Linked DNA regions of Mus musculus: region 2 is linked to region 1. A link is a contact called in public Hi-C data. All regions are on one chromosome and are shown on one strand. The core of a region is the stretch at or near the end of the contact, and the rest is flanking DNA. Distances in the headings are between cores, read along the strand shown. Region 1 has its middle 14 kb from the start of Gm31499. Region 2 overlaps Gm31615 (a long non-coding RNA gene).

Region 1 (4,528 bases), core at 724-3,223:
AGGCACTCTAACATGCCCAGGATCAGAGGATTCCAGGATCCTAAGATCCCAAGATCCCAGGAGTTTGGTCACACCAGGATCTCAGGATCCCAGAAGCAGCTTGATTCCCAGGAGCTCAGACACACCCAGGATTTCAGGATAGGATCCCAGAATCACAGGATCACAGAGACAGCTTGACAATGAGGAGTTCTGACACACCCAGGATCACAGGAAGGACAGACTCCAGTCAGACATAGCCAGGGCAGGCAGCACTAGAGATAATCAGATGGCAGGAGGCAAGCATAAGAACATAAGCAACAGAAACCAAGGTTACTTGGCATCATCAGAACCCAATTCTCCCAACATACCAAGTCCTGGATACACCATCACACAGGAAAAGCAAGATTTTGATCTAAAATCACTTCTCATGATGGTGATAGAGGACTTTAAAAAGGACATAAATAACTCAGGCAGGAATACACAAAGAAACCCTGTCTCGAAAAAAAACAAAACAAAACAAACAAAAACAAAAACAAAACAAAAAACAAAGAAAGAAAGAAAGAAAGAAAGAAAGAAAGAAAGAAAGAAAGAAAGAAAGAAAGAAAGAAAGAAAGAAAGAAAGAAAGAAAGAAAGAAAGAAAAGAAATACAGAAGAACACAGGTAAATAGGTAGAAGCCCTTAAAGAGGAAATACAAAAATCCCCTAAAGAATTACAGGAAAACAATCAAACGAGTGAAAGAAATGAACAAAACCATCCAGGATCTAAAAATGGAGCTAGAAACAATAAAGAAATCACAAAGGGAGATAGAAAACCTAGGAAAGAGATCAGAAACCATAGATGCAAGCATCACCAACAGAATACAAGAGATAGAAGAGAGAATCTAAGGTGCAGAAGACACCATAGAAAACATTGACACAACAGTCAAAGAAAACTCAAAGACATAGGGCAGAGGCTCGGGACCTCATGGGAGGTAGAATGCAGAGAGGGAGAAAGAGCATGTCCTAGGACAATATATAGCCTCCTAGGACAGGTCCCTTGTGACCCACAGCCTCCAACTAGTTTGTATCTCGTAAAGTCCAGTACGCCCCAAAGTAGAGCCACCATCTAGGGAAAGCCCCTGTAATAGCCTTTTAGAAGAACACTTTCTATCCAACATAAAGGCACTAAATAAGTTGTGACTAAGAAAACAGAACTTTGAAAGAGTTACTATATAATTTTTAAAATTTTCTTCCCACCTTTAGTCCCAGCACTTGGGAGGCAGAGGCAGGCAGATCTATGATTTCAAGGGCAACCTAGTCTACAGGGCAAGTTCCAGGATGGCAAGGGCTATACAGAGAAATCTTGTCGATAGATAGATAGATAGATAGATAGATAGATAGATAGATAGATAGATAGATAGATAGATAGATAGGAGAGAGAGAGAGATAGGGAGATAGAGAGATAGGGTAGGTATAGTGAATAAATAGATAGATATGATAGATGGGTAGATGATTGATAGATAAAATGGATGGATAGATGATAGATAGCTATGTAGATGATTGGTAGATAGATGATTGATAGAGTGATAGATAGATAGATAGATAGATAGATAGATAGATAGATAGATAGATAGATGATAGACAAATTTTCTTCCTTTAAAACGTATCCTTCATCACAGGCTACACCTTTCTCACTTTCTGTGGACTGAAAGCTGAAAGCCCCTTTTGCATTGTGCTCTGGGAGATAGAGAAGACCTGTGAGGCTTCCCCCCCCCCCACACACACACACACAGAGCTACCTTTGTTTAAGATTCATGGAATTCACAACTGCATAAGAACATTGAGTTTGGATTCTCAGTTCACAGCTTCTCTATAAACCATGAGAGGGTCACAGGATTTGAGCCTGTTCAGCTAGCACATATCAAAGATTTTGCTGAGTTGCCTCTTTAGATGTTCAGAGCCCAAAAGTGACAACAGGTCACAACCACAGTCTCTAGGGGATTGAGAAGCTTAGCAGCAGCCTAAAGACTTAACCAGTTCACAGCAATGATTAAAACCCCAAAGGGGGGAGGTGGATTGCTCGTGGTGTTCACATTCCACTTATCTCTGTGGATTCTCTCTCTGTGGTTGGGTTGTGTTGGTTGGTTGGTTGGTTGGTTGTTGTTGTTGTTGCTTGACTGTTTTACCATTAATGAATTAATTTATTTATTCACTTAACAACCCAATCACAGTCTCACTTCTCCTCCCAGTCCCCCCTCCCCTTCTCCTCTGAGAAAAGGGAAGTTCCCCTTGTGTACCAACCACTACCACCACCCCACCCCACCCCTGGCACCTCAAGTCACTGACGTACTAGGTGATTCCTCTCCCACTGAGGCCAGACAAGGTAGCTCAGTTAGGGGAACGGGATCCACAGGCAGAAAAACGAGTCAGGGTGAGTTCACACTCCAGTTGTTGGGGAACCTGCATGATACAAAACGGGGGAGGTGGCCTAGGTCTAGCTCATGATCACCCTTTGATTGATGGTTCAGTGTCTGGGAGCCCTCAAGGGTCCAAATTAGTTGACTCTGTTGGTCTTCCTGTGGAGTCGCTACCTACTTCCGGTCCCTCATCCTTGCTCCCGACCCTTCCACAAGAGTCTCCAAATTCTGCCTAATGTTCGGCTGTGCATCTGTTTCAGTCAGCTGCTGAGTAGAGCCTCTCAGAGAACAGTTATATTGGTCTCCTGTCTGCAAGTGCAACCGTTTTATTAATAGTGGCAGGGATTGGTGCTTGCCCATAGGATGGGTTCAAATTGGGCCAGGTATTTGTTGGCTGTTCCCTCTTTGTCCCTGCACTTCTTGTAGGCAGGACAAATTTTAGGCTGAAGATTTTGTGGGTGGGTTGGTGTCCTGCCTGGCTACAGGCAATGGCCACTTCAGGCTCCATATCCCCGATTGCTAGGGGGTCTCAGCTAGAGTCACCTTCATAGACTCCCTATGAAGACTCTCCCATTCCAAGTTATCTGTTTGTTTTTTAAGGAAGTATTTTTATTTTTAATTGGTTGGTGGGCATGTGCACATTAGTGTAGGTGCCAAAGGAGGCCAGTAGGGGGCATCAGAGTCCGCCTAAGTTGGGGTTGCGGGTGGCAGGGAAACACCCAACTTGCATGCTAGAAATGAATTTCTGTTCTTTTCAAGGAGAGGAATACCTCTATTAACTACTAAGCCATCTCTCCCTAACCTCTTAGTTTTTGATACCTGAAATTTTCTTTCTTACTTTGTTCTTCAGATGTAATTGATGTGTAGCAATTTAGCTGTTTTGGGATGGAAAGTAAATTTCCAATGTTCTCTTCAACTAAAAGCCAACCATTTTTCTAAATGTAGAGGCTTGAATTGCTGGATGCTTGTGTTTTGTCAACACATGTTCTCTGTAGGGGAGAGACATCATTGCTGGGGTAAACAAAAGAACATGACTTTCCTATAGAGGAGTAAAAAGACTAGGAGGGAGTGGGTAAAGTTGGAGCCTTTTGGACTCAGATCACAGATGCAAAGAACTCGTTATAAAAAGGTTTTCCAGTGTGCATCTACTGTCTGATGGGGCTCCAGTGAGTGCAAAGGACTCTAGTGACATTCTGTGTTCACCGACCTCTCTCCTCAATCAGCCGGTCGTCCAATCCCCAAGTGCCCCCCCAACCCCTTGCTAACCAAATTTCTAAGGGCAGAATGAAAGTAGTGCTCCACCCTGCCAAGATCACACCAAGTCACAGTGTTTGCCAAGCCCAGGAGGCTGCCTCAGAAAGCTCTTAAAGTGGATCGTCTGTGACTGGCACAAGGCTTTGGAGTCTCGCAGCTTCAGGGCTCCAGGAACTAGGAGAGCTGAAGAATTCACTCACATCACAACCGCAGAGCCCTTCCACACAGAGGTGTGCAAGCTGGCCTGGAAAGCTTAAGCAAACATAATCCAAGGAATAAACAAGGGGTCGAAGCAGAACTGGCCTCTTGCGCTGGTTCTCCCATCCCCTCCGCGTGATGCTTACGCAAAGGGAATTGCTTTCAGATTTCTGTTCAAAGAGTGCTCTCGAATGGAGACTTGGAAGGGTCCGTGTTTATACAGCTGCTCTCATGTATAAGCATAGTCTCACTGTATAATATTAATGATAACTCTCCATCCAGTCTGCCTTCCCCAAGGTCCAGTTAAATCCCCACTGCTTTATGAATTCTCTCTCTCTCTCTCTCTCTCTCTCTCTCTCTCACACACACACACACACACACACACACACACACCTCTGTAGCATACATGCCCAGTATGTTTTCTGGAAACCTTAGGGTTTTTTTTTTTTCTAGTATTCTTGTAAACTTTTAAACATTCTGAGGTTTGGGGTCTCTCACCAGATTACAGAATTTTTAAGTCCAGAAATGCACATCAGATATCTTTTATTTTAATAATTTATAGCTTTCACCATCGGGTGAGGCTGGCACCAGAGCTCCATCACTATTCACAGGTGATAGCAATCGGCTCACTGTTCTTATCTGGGCACTTACAAGACTTAGCACACACTGCGCTGCTGAGATGCTCTGGAATATGAAGGAC
Region 2 (4,528 bases), core at 825-3,324, 80 kb before region 1:
AAACAACAGCCAGTCCCAGCACTCGGGAGGCAGTGGCAGGTGGATTTCTGAGTTCGAGGCCAGCCTGGTCTACAAAGTGAGTTCCAGGACAGCCAGGGCTATGTAGGTTCTCGAAAAAACCAAAAAAAAAAAAAAAAAAGAAAGAAAAAAAAAGAAAGAAAGCAAACTAACTTTTCAATAGGGCACAGGACAGTGTATGTGTGTGGTGGGTAGCATTTGTGTACCTGTCTGTAAGATTGAAGAGATACAAAGTGACCCCCGGGAAAGTGATCTCTACCGTAGAGACCTCCCACCCACTCATTGCAAACTAAGGGTCTTTCTTTTTGTTAGGTTAGTTTGTTTGTTTTTTGTTGTTGTTGTTTTTGTTGTTGTTTTTGGAACACTTACCAGCGCAACACTGGGTATAGGAAGGGTGTAAGGAGGCCCAGTTACCCTGCCAGGACTAGGGAACACTAAGGAGAACTCTGGTACCTGAGCTCAGGCTGCAGAGAAGTGGATGCTGCCCTGCTCTGGTTATGACACAGCTGACCCGCACACAGACTGGCTGGGAACACTGGAGAGATCTGATTGGAACCAACCACCCTGCTAGGGGAAACCTACTGGGATTGCCTACAGCAAGAACACTGCCCTTCCTCCTGCTGCCTGGAGTCTCCCTCTAGTGCCCAGATTGGCAGTTTTTCAGTTAACAGCTTAATAATTAGCTCACCAAACACTCGTGCAATCACACACTAATATGATCTGTCCTGTTCGCTGGGATACCTCAGTGCTTAGTTTCCTGGTATAAAACACAAACGGAAAACATTTGTTGATGAAGGTGGAGCTTACACTAGCTGTTTTCCAGTCTGCATTCAAAGGCAAGAAGAGTCCAAAATAACCTCGGTTGTCCTGCCAAAATTTAAGCTCATTCCTGGCTCTATTTATATTTCTCCCAGTTGGCTCTTGGCGGGGCTGTAGGAGGCAGCATAGATAGCCTAGGGCTTCGGAGAAAAATGCAGGTCCAGTGTAAAATCCCAGCCCCTCTAAGAGTTGAGATTCTCGGGCAAATTACTCAGTACCAAAGGCTTGCTTCCCTCATCTGCAAAATGCAGGTGATGATGCTGTGGGGCTTAAATAAGGCAGTCCTGCGGGGGCATGTGTTCCTCAAGGGCTCCCGCCCCACACCCCAGAGGGGTGGGCCCGTGAGTAGCTTGCCCGGATTTCCTGATCGCTGACCATGGTCCAAGCGGGAGGGCCATGGATTCGCCCATGGCTTCTAGGCAGGCCAAAGATTGTAGCACCTCAGTAGGCTAGGCATGGCACCAGGCAGACAGCTAGAGCCCAAGCTCGGCAGCCCAGGACGGCCCTAAGAATTGCGAGGGAGTTTCCTAACAACCCTATTTCAAATTTCCTAATAGTGGAGTTTCAAAGCCAGCTACCTCCTGCCCAGCACAAACGAGGGTGTGGTTGTGTTCACATTCACACTGAAACAAAAGAAAACTAGCAGAGCACCCCCACCCCCCACCCCTACCCCCTGGGCCTCGCTCAGCTCCGGACATTTTCCCAGGCACCCGGTGCAGCCGAGCTACGGGCACGCCCTACGGCCGCTGCACTTTCCAGAGCCAGGGTGCAGCCTCCCCCAAGGTCGGATCCCAAGGGGCTCCAAGGACCCGGCCCCCGGGTGAGCTGGCCGGTTTGCCTTGCCGAGCTAAGTCCGACCCGCAGTTGCAGCCAGATACTGGCCCAAGGCCTGTGGCTGGGCTCAAAATCGTCCTCTCCCGGGCTGGAATCCTGGGAATGTCGCTGCGGGGAAGCATCTGGCTGGCCTCCGGGCGGCAGGAGGGGGTCAAACCTTTTTCGGGTGATTTTGCACAAAATTCTCCCTACACCAAGGGCTGCGGTCCTGGGAAGTGGAAGCCCAAGGAATGACAAGAGAGCTGCTCGCTCCTTCTCCAGGTCGCCTTCGTCATGTCTAACTCCCGATACGCTGCCGGCGAAGCAGACAAAATGCCTTTTCCCCGTTCCGAAGACCCCTTCTTTGTGTCTATGGAAGTTCCTTCCTCGGTTGCGAACCATCTATGCCACCCGAGCGGGTCTTTCCAGCTGGATTGTCGCCACCTCGTGGCTACCTTGGTCCTTCGTCCCCCTAAGCCCTTTGCTCTCTTTGGTCTCAAGCCTATTTTTCTTTTCTTTCTACAACCAGCTATGGACTGAAACTTTATAATCCTGTTCTCTGGGCTTAGGATGTGAGCTGGGATACCTCTGTCCCCTTCTTTCTGTTACACCGCTCGCCTTCTTAAAGAGAAACGAAGCAGGTGCTAGTTGGAGGGCAGGAGTCACCGGGTTGGCAAGCCTGTGGGGGCTCGGTGTGAGGCGCCAGTCCTCTCTCTACCAATTTCCCATGAGACAAACTGATGATTAAGAAGACAAACGCACTCTGTCTTGTTCCTACTGGTTAGTGATGCTATTACACTCGATGAGTATTATTAAAGGACCCCTGTCATTAGAGACTCCCTGTTATTATTGTTATTATTATTTAGCATTTATAATGTATTCCTTATTTTCAAAACACACTATTATCTCCCTGGACTTTCCAAACACAACTGAGCGGCAGGCAGGTGACAACTTCATAAAATAGGGAAACTGAGGCACTGTAATTAGTACAGAGTTATTGGATTAATGAGTCAACAGTAGTCATTTCTCCCCAGAAGATTACTGCCTTACTCTGAACTCATGGATTCCAGTAAATGGTGATCCTGGTTTGGGAAGCTAGTTTCTCACACTCACTTTTATGACCCACTTGTAATCACGTTAGAAACCCAGTCAGGGAAGTCTTCGCACTTATGAGTCATTACTTCAAACTCATTACTGGGCACCTGGGCCACCTTAATTGTATTTTATTTTACAAGTCGAATTATTGTGATTATTGTTACTTAGTATAATAAGTATTTATTGTATTCTGCTAAAATGTATATAATGAATCTCTGTTTTTAAAAAGTAGTAACATTAGTAAGATGGATATATTTTGATCTAGAGAACAAATAGCTCTCTTTCTTTCTTTCTTTCTTTCTTTCTTTCTTTCTTTCTTTCTTTTTCTTTCTTTCTTTGTTTGGATTTTCGGGACAGGGTTTCTCTGTGTAGCCCAGGCTGTCCTGGAACTCATTCTGTAGACCAGGCTGGCCTCAAACTCAGAAATCCATCTGCCTCTGCCTTCCAAGTGCTGGGATTAAAGGCGTGTGCCACCACCACCGGGCAACAAATAGTTTTCAAGATAATCACTCTTATTGTTTGTTACCACAGGCATTCAGGAAAAATTAACTATATTATATATGTGTAGATATTTGGTTGTTTCAAGACAGAGTTTCAGGCCCTTTGCTGTCCTGGAATTCACTTTGTAGACCAGGTTAGCCTTTTGAACTCAGAGATCTGCCTGCCTCTGTCTTCTGAGTGCTGGGATTAAAGCACCTAACTTTGATTATATGATTTTAATGCTGAAGCCTATCAGCCTTTCAGAGACAAGAAAGTTCCCAAGCTTTGCTTCTAGTTTTAAGAAATCTCCAGTCTTAGCCGAGAGTGACTCAGTCCTAGTACTTCGTAGCCGAATCCCTTTCATAACTGAGTTTCCACTCCCAAGGCAGTAACAACATATGGTCATTTCCAATGTTGTATCAATATACGAAGATTTCTACCAATGTTCTATCTTCACAGAAAGGAGCTGTGTCGAGCACTCCGTCTCCTTCCTTCTGGATGAAAGAGATCTGGCATCCTGGAAGTCTCCAGTGCACAGCTTCGGCCTGTGTGGTTTGGAGAGTTGGGAAGTTTATCCGTCCATCCTGCTGCTTGGATGCCAGCCACGCAGGAGTCTCTCATACAACCTTTCTGAGTTTTTCTTTTTACCCATTTCTCATCTCAAATAACAAATTCCTAAAGGCATAATTTCAAAGAAGTTGCTCATCAGTTTAGGGGACCTGGGCCAACCTTCCCAACCTTCCCTTGTGCCCATTCATTCATTCATTCATTCAGAATGCATATGTTGTGTGTCCATATGCTGCATATTAATAATAGCTCCTTTCTTCAGTAAGTTGGGGCTAGCTCATTCCTGCGCAGCAAAGCTTCATGGTTAATTCTTGTTATTCTTACTCTGTAGTGAGAAAACTGGAGCTCCCAGAAGATGCCTATCATAGCACAAGTAGACAGGAACCTGGGAACATGCATGAGACTGCAACTCCCAGCTACTCTGACAATCAAAGCCCTGCGTTACCTTCCTGCACCTGTCACATGGAAGCATGATGAGAGGATGAAGCGGGTAAATATGAGCAGATTACTAAATTAATTTATTTATTTATTTATTTATTTATTTATTTATTTGGTTTTTCGAGACAGGGTTTCTCTGTATAGCCCTGGCTGTCCTGGAGCTCACTCTGTAGACCAGGCTGGCCTCGAACTCAGAAATCCACCTGCCTCTGCCTCCCGAGTGCTGGGATTAAAGGCATGTGCCACCATGCCCGGTGCTAAATTTATTCTTAAATAAAGCATTGTATAGATATTATTT

The links. Hi-C and Micro-C count contacts between places; a contact is called where the count stands out from the background.
Region 2: a contact with region 1 is called in a Hi-C map of B cells, with 4 times the contacts expected there. The contact joins two enhancer-like sites. A contact is called at or near these places in 25 of 484 Hi-C or Micro-C datasets (B cells, the BV-2 cell line, the CH12 cell line and 7 more), 7 of 115 datasets of contacts at active chromatin or transcription factors (all in embryonic stem cells) and 1 of 9 other capture datasets (embryonic stem cells).

Annotation. Positions count from the first base shown.
Region 1 is chr17:88,173,851-88,178,378 of GRCm38.p6, reverse strand. No RefSeq gene overlaps it. Among named protein-coding and RNA genes, the nearest start is that of Gm31499, 14 kb to the right of the region's middle. Within about 2 kb of position 1,973, at least 37 of the 459 cell types and tissues checked have an H3K27ac peak or open chromatin away from gene starts, as enhancers often do. A contact at or near this core is called in B cells and the CH12 cell line, where this site is marked.
Region 2 is chr17:88,253,452-88,257,979 of GRCm38.p6, reverse strand. It overlaps Gm31615 (a long non-coding RNA gene), which reads left to right. Exons shown (of 7, transcript XR_877113.1): 4 at 3,685-4,282. Among named protein-coding and RNA genes, the nearest start is that of 1700116H05Rik, 52 kb to the left of the region's middle. Within about 2 kb of position 2,074, at least 266 of the 459 cell types and tissues checked have an H3K27ac peak or open chromatin away from gene starts, as enhancers often do. A contact at or near this core is called in B cells and the CH12 cell line, where this site is marked.